3 separate regions of the Sus scrofa genome follow, and all the other regions are linked to region 2. Evidence: chromatin contacts called from public Hi-C and promoter capture Hi-C data. All regions are on one chromosome and are shown on one strand. The core of a region is the stretch at or near the end of the contact, and the rest is flanking DNA. Distances in the headings are between cores, read along the strand shown. Region 1 holds the start of TXNDC5 (thioredoxin domain-containing protein 5). Region 2 holds the start of BMP6 (bone morphogenetic protein 6). Region 3 has its middle 59 kb from the start of BLOC1S5.

Region 1 (2,700 bases), core at 85-2,584, 180 kb after region 2:
CAGGACGTTTTCCTTGGGCACCTTCTCCATCCCATCCCCTTCCCAAATCTCAAGGAGCCTCGTCTGCCCTGGGGAAGAAGGCCAAATTCTGCAGCCTGGCCATCTGCTCTGCCAGTGAGGACCCCCTACACTGGGCATCTAGGCCCCCCGGGGGAAGGCCCCTGTGATCCTGTGAACGGCAGGGAGTGCTTCTGAGGACAACTCCCAGGGCAGGGGTCTCTGTGGTTGGCACTGAGGCCCAACCAAAGCCCCCACCCAGGAACCACGGCAGGAGGGACCTCTGTTCAACGCGGTGACTTTGCAGACGACCAGGCCTCAAGAGAGCACAGGGGAGCAGGGGCCAGAAGTCAGCCTTGAGTCCCGAGTCAGTGGCTCCTCTCACCGAGAGCACAGTTCCCCACGCACCCGGAACCGCGGAGGGACCCCAGAATCGGAACTGCTCGCCGCCTCCCGGGGGAGCGCAGGAACCCTCTGTGCCACAAAATGGGAAATCACGAGTTCCTGAGTCCCCGTGTTTCAGTTAAACCCTCGGGCGGGCCGGGGACCTGCCCTTCGGCGAGTCCAAGGGTCCAAGCCGAACCCTCGGTAGCGGCGCGCGGCCCCCAGGTCCGGGCAGCACCGCGCGGAAGTTGGGCGCCGGGGCACAGGGGACCGGCGGGTGCCGGATTCTCAGCGGCCCCGAGGGGCGACGTCCCTCCCTCCCCCTGCCTCGTTCCGGGGTCGGGGAGGGGGCGTCGGGAGCCGGAGGGACGGCCTTTTCCGGCTCGGCCCCCGCGGCCCGCCCCCTCCCGCTCCGCCCCGACCGCCTGGCGCCACGTCAGCCGCGAGCGCCCGACTCGCACCGGCCCCCGCGGCCCCCTGCTCCCGGCCCGGACCCCCCGGAGCCCGCCGAGCCCCCCGCCCAGCTCCCCCGGGCCGCGGCCCGCGCCCCCCGCGCGCCCAGAGCCCGGCCCCGGCCCGCCCCGCGCCCGCGGAGCCCCAGGCGGGCGGCGCGGCCAGTTACCAGGGCGCGAAGAACATGACGAAGTGCGCGGCGCTCTGGATGCCGTGCGTGAACATGTCGGCCGTGTACAGGTGCTTGGCGTGCGGGTCCTGCCCGTCCTCGCCCTCGGCCGCCGGGGGCCCGGCCGCCGCCGCCCCCGGCTCCTGGGCCCGGACGCCCCAGTGCCCGCCGCCGCCGCCGCCGCCGGCTCCCAGCAGCAGCACCAGCAGCAGCAGCGGCAGCGGCGGCGCGGCGGGGGCCAGGGCCCGGGGCCGCGGCGGGAGGAGGCGTCCGGGGCACGCGGGCATCACGGCGGGCTGGGCGCGCTCTCGCCGCGGCAGCCGGTCCCCTCCGCGCTGCCCGCCGCCGCCTCCCGCCCCACGCCCCGCCCCCCGCCCTTGAGGCCCCGCCCCCGCCCCGCCCCGCCGGGCGCGCGCCCGCTCCCCGCGGAGGTGGGTCCGCGCGCGTCCGGGGCGCCCGGCCGGGACCCCGCGGAGCGCGTGGGTTCGCGCCCCGGAGAACTTGCCTGTCGGACCTCCAGCACTTTCCGGGACCGCTCGGGTACATCCTGCGGGACCCCCGCGCCTCCCCAAACCCAAGCTGTGGCCGCTCCGCCCAGAGCAGGGCTGAGTACTGGATGGTCCCAGAGGCCAGGCCCAGAGCCACAGGGGGGGGGGTTGCCAGCCTCGTGAATCTTCACGTACACAAAGACGTGGGATTTCAGGCAAAGGGAAGAAAGAGCTGCTGTCAGCAGAATTCAGAAAATAGAGCAAAAGTGGGAGGGGTTTGCACCTGAATGACTCAAACTGTCGGCCGGGCCTCAACTGTGATTCTGGGCCTGAGCTCAGAGGTGTGATGAAACCTGCTTCCCAAGCAAAACCCTTGCGTCCTCGACACAAATCCTGCAGGGCTCCTCCTCCAAACAACGACTGGCTGGTGTTCTCTGCTTCCAAATCCCCAGGTGTGTCAGGGTGATAACGATACCCCAACGCTGGCTGCCCTGCCCCGGTGGAACCACTGCGAGGGGTCCCCAGGTGTGAATCGGGTGCCTCATAGTTCACACCTGCACACACGCCTGATTGCCTGGGTCACTGAAGGTTAGGCCCTGCCCTGGGAATCTGAAGCTCAATCAGGCAGCCCCACTAGGTTGCCTCCTGGGCTCCTGCTCTTCCTTGATTATTTTCAATCTGGGAAACCCCACTGACTCCTGGCGGCTGCAGGGGAAGCGCCCAGTGATTCACCTGTCATCACTCCCCTCCAGCCTTGGCTTCAACCACTACTCAACAGTGATGCACAAATAACAAACCATCAATTTCCCCTCAAGACTTTTTCTCCTAACCAGTAACACCTGAAACAGGGAACTCTGCCACTCACTCCCTCTTTTTCCTTATCTCCTACACATACAAGCCAACCACATTTCTCTCCTGATACCATTTCTTTCCACCCTTCTCAGGGTTCATGCCTGATGAGACCTTAATCCTGGCCTGTGCAGTAGCTTTCTAAAGGCTTCTTCCATTCACAAGCCTGGAAAGTTAGTTTTCCCAAAGCCTGCCTTTGACCGTGATACTTTGCTGCTCAGCACCCTCCCCCACCCCTCCCTACTGGGTAAAACGCAAGATTCCTCAGTTCACATCTCAAGAATCCTCTCCAGGGAGTTCCCATTGTGGCGCAGCAGAAATGAATCCAACTGGGAACCATGAGGTTGCGGGTTCAACCCC
Region 2 (2,700 bases), core at 55-2,554:
AAGCCGGAATGAAGAGATAAATCAAAATACCCCGTCCCGGAGCCCTCAGGACACTGGGTCTGGCTTACATTTGGTCCTCTCTGTGGCGTCTGGGAGCAGCTTCTGCGAGGGTGTGTCCCAACTTCCACCAGCTGCCTTTGGAAGTCACGCTAAACGCCTATATAACATCAATTAGCGAAAATAAGGAAGAAATGGGAAATCCATACTTCTCTGGTCTTCCTCAGTTGATTCAGGTGGCGTTGATTTAACAGCTGATTTTGCTTTTATTTAGTTAAGGCAGCATTTAGGCCTTTTATGTGATCGTAAAGAAGAGAGGTTCGCACTGGGGTGTTGATCAGATCTCTTTGCCTTTGCTACCTCGCCCCTCCTTGGGCGCTGGCGAGAATTCTCGGTGCTTGAAACCTACGCGCTGCGGAGGCAACGCCTCGGGGGAGAGGGAGGGTGAAAGAAGGGGGCGGGCCTATTTAAATACAGACGAGACGCGCCTCTCTATTGGCCGCCGGCCTGCCCGTTACTCGGGAGGGCGGGGCGTCCCAGGGGCTGGAGTGCGGTACCTGAGCTAGACGCGCACCAGAAAGCCCACGTTGGCCGCTGCCGGCAGCACCGCGCTGGGAGGCGGGAGCCGGTGAAACCCCGCGCCGACTGCGCTGTCCTGAGCACGGGTCCGGTTGCCTCTCGTCCCTTCTGCGAGGGGGGTTTGCAGGGCAGCCCGGCGAACACCGAACGGAAAGCAAGAGCCTCACCGCCTCCGCCTGGGGAGTCGAGCGGCGCGTGGAGATTTTGAGCGAGAGCGGCAGTGCCCGAGGGCGGAGGGGCGCAGAGTTTGTGCGCGACTGGGAAGTTTCAGCCTCGCGGAGAAGGCTGGCATCTTGGGACGCCTTGTCGCCACGGCCCGGGCCCTACGGCGGGGTAAACTTCACCGCGGCCGCGCGAGTCGGGGCGAGGCGTGCGCGAGGATGATGACGGGTATCCCCCGCAGCTGGTGAGCGGCCCCGCTCCCCCGCCGTCCCGGGTCCCGCTCAGCCTCCCGGGAGGGCGCGAGGCAGCGCACGTGCGCGGGCAGCCAGACCCGAGAGAGACCGTGCCGTGACCCGCCCAGGGGCGGGGGCGCTGGCGGCAGCGCGGCCCCCACTCGGACGCACCTGGTCTGGACCGTCAGCCTCCGGAGATCTGCGCGGGAGTGCGGGGCTCCCCCTTCCTCTCCAGTGGTTCTCCCGGGGATCGCCCCCTTCGTCTCCCCTCCAGTCTGGGCATCTGGGGGCGCCCCAGACGACCATGAGAGATAAGGACTGAGGGCCAGGAAGGGGAAGCGAGCCCGCCGGGAGCTGGCGGGGGCTGTTCACGCCAAGGGCCACAGCGGCCGCGCTCCAGCCTCGCTCAGCCGCTGCACGCCTCGCGGGGCCCGCGGGGCCAGCCCGGCCGGGCGGGGATGCCGGGCCTGGGGCGGAGGGCGCAGTGGCTGTGCTGGTGGTGGGGGCTGCTGTGCAGCTGCTGCGGGCCACCGTCGCTGCGGCCGCCCCTGCCCGCCGCCGCCGCCGCCGCCGCCGGGGGGGCGCTGCTGGGGGACGGCGGGAGCCCGGGCCACGCGGAGCAGCCGCCCCCGCCGCAGACCTCTTCCTCCGGTTTCCTCTACCGGCGGCTCAAGACGCACGAGAAACGGGAGATGCAGAAGGAGATCCTCTCGGTGCTGGGGCTCCCGCACCGGCCCCGGCCCCTGCATGGCCTCCAGCAGCCGCAGCCCCCTGCGCTCCCGCAGCAGCAGCAGACTCACGGGGAGCCCCCGCCCGGGCGGCTGAAGTCTGCGCCCCTCTTCATGCTGGACCTGTACAACGCCCTGTCCGCCGACGACGAAGAGGACCTGGCTTCGGACAAGGAGATGGGGCAGCCCGGGCTGCGCGGAGGGACTGGCTCGTCCCCGCCTCGGCAGCCGCCCCCTCGCGCCGCGCATCCCCTCGGCAGCAGGAGCCTCCTGGCCGCCGGACCTGGTGGCAGCGCTTCCCCACTGACCAGCGCGCAGGAGAGCGCCTTCCTCAACGACGCCGACATGGTCATGAGCTTTGTGAACCTGGGTAAGGACTGGGGGTAGCGTAACGGCTGGAATATTCTCTCCTTTCCAGTCTCTCTGGCCCAGGGAGTGGGGTTGAGAGGGTGGAGAAGCCCCCTGGCTCGGGGGTCCGGGGTGGCGCGGCGGGAATGCGGGGACAGGCCGGCTGCCCTCCCGTCACCTGCGCTGCGGGAGCCGCAAGGGCACTCCCCGCGCGCCGGACCGGGCGGCGGGAGGCGGCCGGCAGACTGGGGCGCGTCTCGGTGACGGCCTGAGCGCGTCCCGCGCTTTCCCCACTAGTGCCCGGTTTGGGCCCCGTTCACTCTATTGTGGCAGAAAAATGGGGCAGGATTGGCTCCAGCTGGGAAGAAGGCTCTTCAACAACCTTCCCCTCTTGTTTTGTTCTGCATCCTCAACGCTCTGAGTGCCAGGGTTCCCACCGGGACTTTTAGGGAATCCGACAGCAGCTGAGTACTTTGGAAACTTGACATGACTGTGTTATTCGGTATCCACGGAATTGGGGGAGGAGGGTTGCAGAAGGAGGTCCCGAAAGGACCGCCAGTCCCAGCCAGGCGGGGCTCGCGCGGCTTTGAGGCCGGATCCCGAGCCCAGTTGGGGTAACCCACCCAGTACCCTCGCTCACTTGCTTTTGGCCA
Region 3 (2,700 bases), core at 51-2,550, 250 kb after region 2:
GGCTCAGTGGAAAGACGTCTCTAAGGAAGAAAGTCTCCGTTTAGATAGTCCACTCTTTCTAAAGAATTGGCTGATTTCTGACACAATCAGAAATGAACAATTTTAGGAGTTCCATTGTGGCGCAGCAGAAACGAATCCAACTAAGAACCATGAGGTTGCGGGTTCAAGCCCTGGCCTTGCTCAGTGGGTTGAGGATCCGGCATTGCCATGGCTGTGGTGTAGGTTGCAGATGCAGCTCAGATATGGCTTTGCTGTGGCTGTGCTGTAGGCTGGCAGCTGCAGCTCCAATTCAACCCCTAGCCTGGGAACCTCCATATGCCATGGGTGTGGCCCTAAAAAGACAAAAAGAAAGAAAGAAAGAAAGAAAGAAAGAAAGAAAGAAAGAAAGAAAGAAAGAAAGAAAGAAAGAAAGAGAGAAAGAAAGAAAGAAAGGAACAATTTTAAATGCCAATTTCACACTACCTTTTCAAAAGTTATACATTTCCTTAGAGAAAAGTATCAAACAATGTGCTTTGAAGTATTGGGATGAAAAGACACTGAATCAATACCTAAGCTTCCAGACAGGAGGATGAGCCAACTGACATAGTCGACGTTTCCAGAAACTGCTTACACAATCTCCCTGCCTAACGCTCCAGAATCTTGAGTGTCTCTTCATTCTGCTCACTGCCACTCCCTGTGACACTTGCACACCATATATTACACCTTTGATTTAGTAGGGAGGACAGGTCAACACAGAGCCAGAGACTCAGATGAAGTTCAAAGCAGGTAATCTCCTGGAAATGTCCAAACAGCTTTAGAATCAACATGCTTGAGGCTCAACATCCAAAGGGCTGTGCCCAATTTTGTCTCAGGACACGTCGAAGAAAACCCGCCTGTGTGTCCCTGATGAAATAAGTTGTTCTTCAGATGAGAATTCCAGAAGGCCGTGTCTAAACATTCATCTTAATTGTTTTTTTTTTTTGTTTGTTTTTTTTTTTTTTGGCCGTGACCATTATTAGGCTCCCTTGGCGGCGCCTTGATGGTTAAGGGTCAAAGAGGAGAGAGCTCCTATTATGAAAACCTACCAATGCACATTCAAAAAAGCTGGAGGCACAGGGTGCAAAAAGCTCCCACTCTACGGTAAACCAGGTTATACTCATTCTTTCTAGAAAGTATGCCTTTCTTATCTGGCAAGTCGGAACCAGGAGTCTCGAATTCTCTTTAGGCGTGCAAGGAAACGAAGTCCTAGACCAGTTAGTTCCAGGAGCTGCAGGTCATGTCTGGGATGGTTCCCACAAATGGACACACAGGAACCCAAGGCCATCATGTCCAGCGCAGGGCTCCCAAAACAAAGACAAACAGCACCCCCCGCCGCCGGAGCCCGAGCCCCCCTCCGTAATTCAGCAATTACTCAGTGGGCAGTAATTCCTTTCTGCTGGTCCCTGGGTTCCAGCCAAGGAAACGGAAATATCCTACCTTTATTCGCAACACCATCCCATGGAATTATTTTTTCCGGATGCCTTGGGAAGTTCAAGTATTTGAGAAGAATATCAGGAACTGTTGTTTCAGCCTGTTTGGTGAGGAGATAATGGCCTTCCAACTCCGGGCGCTCAGGAAGTGATGTGTGCAGCGGGGTTCCTGGATGGGGGTACAGCACGGTGCTTTAGCAAGACCCGTGCATGCTCTTTAAACAAAAGAAAACCAAAGCAGGCGGCCTCAGGCCCTTCGCTGCACTCAGACTTTTTGAATCAGGTCTCCAGATAAGAGGCTGGCCCCGGACAACCTGCCCACATACCAGTAACATTCTTTCGAGAGGGCGGCGGCAAAACTTGTTTTGAGAAATGAGACGTTTCACCGATACCACTAAATGGGGAGAGGAATAACCCCAGTAAATTCAGTGCTATCAAAATGAGTTCAGTTCTTTGAAAGGCTAGATGTTCCTCTCATTTGGGTCTGAATCAAAGACCAGCCTGGGAACTAAAACACATTTCATCCTGAGAAGTACCTGTGAGGGCATGGAATATATTAGCTGATCTTCCTGAAATGTGACGTCATTGGTGGTACCAGCTGTTTGGGTGTGCCATCTAAGGCTTTACAAAACTAGTATTTCTCTGGCTTTAATATGCATTTAGGATCCTAGAAAGCGGCCCAAGCTAGCGAAGTGCCCAAGGGGAGCTGCCCCGGCTTCACTTGAAGACGCTTAAACTGCTTGCAATCATGACCTATCAGCCTTCTGATGGGTGGATTCCAGAGAGTAAATTCCTAAATAACATCTAGAATCGATGGCGAGGATGATAATAAAACTGTTATAAAAGCAAACATTAGATACCGCACTTATACGTCAGGCTCCATTTAACATGTATGACAGAGGTTAATGAATTTAATCCTCAAAATAGGTGGGTCTGGGCACTTTTACTGCCTGTATCTTACAGATGAGGGTCCCGGGGCACAGAGGTGAAGTAACCTGCCTGTGGCCCCCTGGGTAGTACGGAGCAGAGGTGGGATTGGAACTCAGACTGGACACTCTTACCCCTCCACTCTCCCCCATTTGTGGTCCTCAGACACTTCTTTTTTTTTTTTTTTTTTTTTTTGTCTTTTTGTTGTTGTTGTTGTTGCTGTTTCTTGGGCCGCTCCCACGGCATATGGAGGTTCCCAGGCTAGGGGTTTAATCGGAGCTGTAGCCACCGGCCTACGCCAGAGCCACAACAACTCGGGATCCGA

The links. Promoter capture Hi-C pulls out the DNA fragments that hold promoters and counts their contacts. A called contact is a pair of places that touch in the nucleus more often than the background predicts.
Region 1: a contact with region 2 is called in a promoter capture Hi-C map of liver, with 5 times the contacts expected there. The contact joins the promoter of TXNDC5 here to the promoter of BMP6 in region 2. A contact is called at or near these places in 1 of 5 promoter capture datasets (liver) and 1 of 47 Hi-C or Micro-C datasets (liver).
Region 3: a contact with region 2 is called in a Hi-C map of skeletal muscle, with 5 times the contacts expected there. The contact joins the enhancer-like site here to the promoter of BMP6 in region 2. A contact is called at or near these places in 4 of 5 promoter capture datasets (fetal liver, fetal skeletal muscle and liver), 18 of 47 Hi-C or Micro-C datasets (adipocytes, alveolar macrophages, embryonic fibroblasts and 10 more) and 1 of 2 datasets of contacts at active chromatin or transcription factors (skeletal muscle).

What each region holds. Positions count from the first base shown.
Region 1 is chr7:5,235,523-5,238,222 of Sscrofa11.1, forward strand. It overlaps TXNDC5 (thioredoxin domain-containing protein 5), which reads right to left and starts at 1,335. Exons shown (of 10, transcript XM_021100160.1): 1 at 1,004-1,335. The coding sequence starts at 1,290.
Region 2 is chr7:5,057,513-5,060,212 of Sscrofa11.1, forward strand. It overlaps BMP6 (bone morphogenetic protein 6), which reads left to right and starts at 1,305. Exons shown (of 7, transcript NM_001168001.1): 1 at 1,305-2,069. The coding sequence starts at 1,430.
Region 3 is chr7:5,303,456-5,306,155 of Sscrofa11.1, forward strand. No RefSeq gene overlaps it. Among named protein-coding and RNA genes, the nearest start is that of BLOC1S5, 59 kb to the right of the region's middle. Within about 2 kb of position 1,301, at least 3 of the 83 cell types and tissues checked have an H3K27ac peak or open chromatin away from gene starts, as enhancers often do. A contact at or near this core is called in skeletal muscle, where this site is marked.